Linked DNA regions of Capsicum annuum: region 2 is linked to region 1. Evidence: chromatin contacts called from public Hi-C data. All regions are on one chromosome and are shown on one strand. The core of a region is the stretch at or near the end of the contact, and the rest is flanking DNA. Distances in the headings are between cores, read along the strand shown.

Evidence for each region. Hi-C and Micro-C count contacts between places; a contact is called where the count stands out from the background.
Region 2: a Hi-C map of bud shows a contact between it and region 1, with 5 times the contacts expected there. The contact joins the enhancer-like site here to the promoter of LOC107845968 in region 1. A contact is called at or near these places in 2 of 5 Hi-C or Micro-C datasets (bud and leaf).

The regions. Positions count from the first base shown.
Region 1 is chr10:160,749,879-160,753,680 of UCD10Xv1.1, reverse strand. It overlaps LOC107845968, which reads left to right and starts at 1,917. Exons shown (of 4, transcript XM_016690480.2): 1 at 1,917-2,426; 2 at 2,513-2,737; 3 at 2,865-3,189. The coding sequence starts at 2,151.
Region 2 is chr10:161,042,445-161,046,246 of UCD10Xv1.1, reverse strand. It overlaps the pseudogene LOC107845966. Among protein-coding and RNA genes, the nearest start is that of LOC124887822, 96 kb to the left of the region's middle. Within about 2 kb of position 1,851, at least 5 of the 5 cell types and tissues checked have an H3K27ac peak or open chromatin away from gene starts, as enhancers often do. A contact at or near this core is called in bud and leaf, where this site is marked.

The DNA.
Region 1 (3,802 bases), core at 668-3,167:
ACTTGACCTGACATTTGCTTTGCAGTACAGTTACTTAATCAGTTTATGCAACAACCTAAAATCTCTCATTGGCTTGCAGCATTAAGGGTGGTAAGATTTGTAAAAGGATCTCTTAGACTTGGTGTTTTAATGAAGTCAAGTTCTATAACTGATATGATTGTTCATTATGACTCTGATTGGGCTGCTTGCCCTGACACTATGAGGTTTGTTGCAGGCTTTGTCTTATAACTAGGTTCTTCTCTTGTATCTTGGAAATCAAAGAAGTAACACACAATTAGTCGAAGCTCTACAGAAGCAGAATATCGCAGCATGGAAACTGTTGTAGCTGAAGTTTTTTGGATGACAGAACTGCTGAAGGATTTGAATGTTCATATCAATACTCCTGTACAACTATTTTGTGATAACATGGTAGCATTGCAAATTGCAGCTAATCCTATGTTTCGTGAACGTACTAAGCATATAGAAATAGATTGCCACTTCATTAGAGAAAAGCTCAAGGAAGGATTGATACAACCTGTACACATTTCTACAAAGTTCCAGCTTGCTGATTTACTTACCAAAGGATTGGGGATATCATAACATCATTTCTTATTATCCAAGCTGGGGTTTCTTGATGTATTTCACCCTCCATCTTGAGGGGAAATATTGGAAATGTTTGTTATTGAATTTTAGTTAGTTAGAAAGATGCTAAGTTGGCATTAGAAGTTAGTTGTAATGCAGTTAGAGGCTAGTGGAGTAGTGCAATCAAGATAACTGTGTTTACAACTATCAATACTATATAATTCTTTGCAAAATTTACAATAGAATGAAAAAAATGATTACTTGAGTTTTCTTATCCTTCTCTCCCAATCCTCTCTGAACCTTAGTTGTAGATTGTAGTCTAACTGTACAAATTTCATCAAGTCAGTGATAGTTTTAGCTTAATTCACAATGCTTTTTATATACAATGTTTTAAAATATTTTACATTGTTCATGTATAATACTCGTTATACACATATAATCTGATAATAATACAATTCATACTTTCAAAATTACATAAAATTCATTTGCCAAATAAACTTTATAAATATAGTAATTTTTTAATTTTCTATAGTAACTAAAGCATATAATACTTTAAGTAGTAATTTTTTCACGTTTTTCTAAAAATTATTTTACTTTAGTGAAAAAAATAAAAATAGTAGTGTTTGACCATAAAAATTATTTCATTTTAGTGAAAATTGTTTTTAGAAAAATGAAAAGAAGTTTTGCTGTTTTCACTTTTCTCACTCCTATTTATCTCACAAAATTTCAAAAATAATTCAATTTATATCCATGGCTAAATACAATACCAACTCCAATTCTAAAAAAATATTATTTTCATGTCCAAACGAGGTCTAAGTTTGTAGCCACAAAAATTTGTGATGACCCCATCATCCTTAACTAAGATTTCAAATCCAAACTTCAAAACTTTGGCCGTATTTTATAGCTACTTCTTATTATTCAAAGAACGCCCTAAAGGAAGTATGTAAAAATCTTGCTCTATTTCCTTTCTACTTTGAAACAAATCAAAATGAGTAATAATCTTTTGGTAAATCTCGAGGATCTTCTTAAAGTTAAAACTTTTTAAACACGAATATGAATTGGTAAGATTTTTTTTTTTTAAAATGTACTAAACACTAAGGGCGAAGCTAGTGGTTAAGATATGAGTCGGACCAAACTCAATAATTTCGATTACAAACTTAAATTTTTTCTTAAAAAGCTTAGAATTTCAAATCTACTTATAAATTTTAAATTTTGGCAACTATTGTTGAAGTGAACATGTAGTGTGAAAAATCTAAAATATTGTCAATTTCGTGCCTTATTCAATACACAAACATGATCACAAAAAATGCAATGGGGCGCATTTAATAGTGGAAGGATTTGCTAGTTGGCACTTACTACTGAAACAGCAAGTGGATTTAAAAATGTCGATTCAAACACCTTTGTTCCCAACCCCACCATATCGCTCATTCTCTCTCTCCTCTTTTGTCACTTCACTATATAAAGGTATAAACTCACTTGCTACCTCTCAATAGTCCGTTGTTCTCCTTCAAAATCCCCAGATTCCTTTTACACACAGTGCAAGAACCAAAAAGCACAAAAAGGTTGTTGAACCATTCTTGAATAAATCTATGGCGAAGAAGTTGGATGATTGTGAGTTTTGGCTACCTTCACAGTTTCTTACTGATGATGAACTTCTCATGGACTTTAAGATTAACGATGGCAGAAAGTACCTTGGACTCGGGTTTAACCCGTCTGGAACTCACTCGGATCTGAGTTCACCCGTTGATTCTGTGATCGGGTCAGTTGATACAGAGAGTGACGAAGAAGAGTATATTACTGGGTTAACTGACAAAATGGGTCAGTCTACACTTCGTGACCCTGGATTTAGCTATGGAAACACAAAGGTAACGTACCTTTTGATTCTGGTTCATTTTTGTTTTTGCAGTGTGCTTTTGGTTGCTGAATATTTGTTTTTATTTTGCTTTTCTAGGGTTGGAGTTTGTCCGGTTCACCTCAATCGACGTTGTGCGAAGGGGCTTTTGATCAATTTTATGCGGCTGCTGGCGAACTCGCAAGGATTAGGATGATGGATGAAGCTGCCAGAGTTTATCAGACTAATTTATGGGCTACCGCGGAGAATACCAGTGCAGTCCCTGCAGCCACAAAATACTCAAATCAGCCCTTGCTCTCTTACCAGAAGTTGCAAGTAGCTCAAGTAAGCTTCGGTATTTGCTACTGGTCAACTGATAGCCTTTGAGATTATGCAGGATTATACAACAAAACATCCTAATCCACCTTTTTTTTCTTTTCAACTTACCCATTTGTTTATCTATCAAATGTAGTTTCAGCGGTTGAAACAGCAACGGATGATGAAGCAAGGCCAAGGAGTATTGGGTTCGATTAAAGGTGAATTTGGGCAGTATCCGGTGAGCAAGAACCTGCAGCAGTTTGCTCATAGCAGAGGCCAAAATGGAGCTGCTAGGCCTATGAATTCTTCAACTTTTGGTTGGCCTAATTTGCAACAGTCTCAGTTTCCACAGCAGCATCCTGGCTCAGGCATGCGCGCTGTTTTTCTAGGAAATCCAGGTCATAAAAGGGAGTGTGCTGGTACTGGTGTTTTCTTGCCCAGAACAAATGGGACACAAACTGAAACTCGACAGAAAACGGGTATACCTTTTTTCCCCCTGTTATCATCACTAGATATTACCAACTAAATTATGTCATTGATTACTGAAGTGGTTAATTATGTGTGTTATACCACATAGTTGACTCTATGGGGTTGTTTAGTAAGCGGAATAAGGGTTACCTCAAGATTAAGTTATAAATTTAGGTAAATCTAATCTCAACCTTAGTCCCAGATATATGTTATATCTTCCAACTTGGTATTGTTCTATTCCAACTTCCAAAGTGAGGTAAATAAGTCTTAGTATTATAATTTTTTGTACTATAATTCTGAGATATCTTTGTCCGCGGACTTAACTACCCATATGGGATGTAGGTTTGACTTTGAGAATTTTTTACTTTATGGAGAAGATTTAGTCTTAATTCTTTGTCAATATTAGTTGATGGCCTCTTGGCGTTGATGGTGGTTAACTATGTGCATTATACCACTTGGTTGAATCTATAGGGTGGTTTGATAAACGGGATAAGGTGGTATGATTAAGTTTTTGATTAAATTTATATTCTGTTTGATAGAAGGAATAAATTTAGACCTTCAATTAAACATAGTATAAATGTAATCTCAATCTTAATTGTGATATTCACCTTATCCGTTTCAACT
Region 2 (3,802 bases), core at 602-3,101, 290 kb before region 1:
TTGATCCGAAGTGATATATCGGTGGGTGAGATCACCTAAACTAGCTTTTCCATTCTGCAAGATTAAAAATAAAACACCTACAACATGAATAACCTCCAGGTCCATTTTAATATAAAGAACACGTGTTAGCATCTCGAGGCGATATCTGTACCTTAGGAAGGCCTTCCAAATATGATTCAGGCACTTCCATTTCAGCTAAACTGTTGCTGTTAATAGCCATTGCAGCTTTCAGGATTTGGTTTGTGCAATCACGTCTGTGCTGCAACTCCCTTCTTGCATTTTCACTGAGACCACCAGGGGGAACTCTAGGAACTGGAAGCCACCATTTCTCCTCTTGGCGAGGGAGGGGATTTCTGAAACAGGATGATCCATCGGATTCTGGGGCTAAAATCCCTTTGTCAACATACCAGAACTTTGTGCTTCGGAAACTGTCTAATATCTCCTGTGAAAGAGGAAAACACTTTAGTATGTAACATTCAGCATTGAATGATAACGACTGAATGCCCACTGAACAAGGAATGACTATCTTACAATGAGCATATTGTCCAGCTTATGGAGTGCTGGGAGGTTGATGTAAAGATCTGACCGTGGCCTAGAAGTCATGACCTAAAACAGAAGAACGAATAAGTTAAACACATACGTAGCATTCAATATGTTTTTCCTCTACCTAACTAAACTGATTGTTTCCAAATCTTTGTTTTCTTTAGTCCTGTTGTTTGTCTGAGTTTTAAACATGATAAAAGGAGCAGAAGTTTCTATAGGAACAACTTCAACTAAACCACATTTACCTCAAGCTTGCTGCCATCAGGAAATGTCTACCAAGAGGGTATGAGTTCTACAATGTGATCACTAACACAGAGAAGCCATTCCATTTCTCTCCGCCACATTAACTTTTTCTCCAGAGGTAAAGGTTCTAATCTCCAAATTTGCCCAAAAAGAGTAGCTAATGGAAATAAAAAGGGGGAAATGAAGGAAAAGAATGTATACTTAGTAAAATGAAAGATTAAAATTCACTACAAACTTAATCTATACAGTGTAACAGAATCTAATACACAACAAGAAACTTACCACATAGATTGGTGATAGCATTAGAAATTGCGAGTGCTGTGCATACCCCATTTCCACAACCAGACATATCTTCTCCCAGCAGCAATTTTGAGAATCTCTCCTTCATCATTTCAATCTCTACAAAATCCCCACAAAGGTCAATCACAATACAGATTCTTAATGGCCAGACTTTATACAACAATAACAACATACTAGTGTAATCTCATACATTGGGTCTGGGAAGGGTATACCCTACTTTGGAGGTTAAGAGGCTGTTTCCTATATACCCTCAGCTCAAGGAAAAAAACATTTCAAAGAAGTACAGAAAACTAATAACGGTAAGTGAAGAGGCCATGACAAAATACTATAGACAACATGACAAATAATCTTGAACAACAATCACAATAAGGTAATACTCGAAGGACAACGAACGACATGAGTAATACTAGAGTAATAGTACTAAAGAATAAGCCATACAACACTCAACTTTCTAGACATATAACATCTTACCAGACAAACAAGACCCTTGTTTCTCCAACTTCCTTTTATCTACATAAGCTTTCTCTACCTCTTCAGAAACAACAGAATCTGCACAATGCTGCACCTCATCCTCTTGAATATGCCAAGCAATTGAAGATGGAGAACAAGAATCCTCAGAACCACTAAGTTCTTCATTCACATTTTCCTCTGACACCAAAAAAAAACAGAACTTGAACAACTCTCTCTACCGCCACCACCAATCTTTTCATTCAAACACACTAACGACTCAATTTTTCCACCATTTTCCCCACAATCACCCTTCATTAACCCTTCTCTACCATCACACAAAACCTCCATTTTATCATCAAGAAAACCAGGAGAACCACAATAAACTGAGTTGGTCATCACAATGCCATCAAATTCAAACCTTTTACTACCAGAACCATTTGACACTTTAGCTTTTCGATACAAATTCTTGAAAGATTTTGAAACCTTAAACTTCAATACAGAAAAATGGTTTTCTTTCTTGGACTTCGTACATGAGTCTAGTGGAATAAAATGCTTTAGCTGTGGCTGAAATTCCAGATAAACCTCTGTATTTTTGTCCTTGTGTGAAACAGGTCTATCCATAAGTTTTCAACTCCAACCATGTCTGCTTCTGAAATGGGGTAAAATAAAAATGAATAAAGACGACAAATCAAGAAATGAGGTTAATTTTTTTAATGAAAAAATTTTAAAAATTCCAGAATCTTGATTAGAAGAGTGAAGGTGGACAATGATTAAATGCAAAAATATAATGGAGAGGGAAGCAATGATGGCAATGAGGCTACAAAAGCAGACAAAGAAACAGCGCAGGAAGTTTTTTTTTGGTGGGCTGTGGGGATTTGCTTAAATGAGGAGCCTCCACTTGGACCACTTCTCACATACACTATCACTGTCACTATGTTTGTTGGGCTTTGCTTAAACAAGAACTCTTAAACATAATTATTGAGCATTGCTTACTTCAGTGGCCTAATACTCCCTCCAATTCAATTTTGATTTGATATAAAATTTAAGATAATAAAAAAATGATTAAATCTTGTTATTTTATATTAAAATATTTTTTAATTTTATCGTGTTAAATATATCATGTATAAAGATTAAATTAAAGAATTATCGAAAAAATAAGATAAATAAATTAAAACAAAAAACGTAGTACAATATTTCAATTTTCAAGTTCGTCTTTTTTGAAGTTCATTTTGAAAATATACATTACTAAAGTATTATAACAGATTTTCACCCCTCAACTTTCATAAAAAAATCAAACTCCCCCCTCAAGCCTCAACATTGAACAATAATCATATTCTCCTCTTGATTCCATGCAATATCCATTTTGTCGTTATAATTTTAATTATATATTTATGTAATATCTTTTTATGTTATAGGTAATGAATATTTTTTTAACATGAATATTTATAATATTTTATTTAAGTTTATTAATTTTATGTGTAAATTAATATGTTTTATAAATTTATTACAAAATTCAATATTATTTTTAAGATCTTTATTTTATTTTAATATTATATATATTAAAGAGTCGTTTGGTGTGAGGTATAATTATAATAATTCAGAGATAAATATCATGATTATTTATCCTGCGTTTAATTAGATGTATTAAATAGTCTCAAAATTATTTGTTACACCATTTATACCACGGTGATGAGATAAGTTATCACACATACATGTTAGTACAATTTATTTTGTAATAACTAATCTCGGAATAACTTATTTCCAAACAACCCACCCCTAAGTGTGTATATATACATATGTATGTACATGCATGTGTGTATATTTTCGTGTTTTGTCACTCTCTTACTAAATTTGTTTCGTATTACTTAACTTTTTATTGATATAACACAATCCTTAATAAAATTTTACTTAGAAGTATATTTTGCTAAAAAACCTTATTAATGATAATTTAAAACTTTAAATTTGTCTATACTGTTACTTTATATAGTTATTTAACACTAAAGAGTAGAAAAAAACATACTACAATTCTCTTGATTTCAAAAATTGACCAGATAAATTAAAATATTTATTTTTAGCATGAGTATAAAGTGATAAGAAACGATATTATCTATTATCTATATCAGTAAATAAGATGTGATTGTCATTAATAGAGTATTACATATTTTATAATTTATATAAATAAATAAATAAATATAATCTTTAAAATTCGACCTTATTTTTATTCGAGAAAAACATCTAGTATCCCCGAACTATGATCAAATTTGCT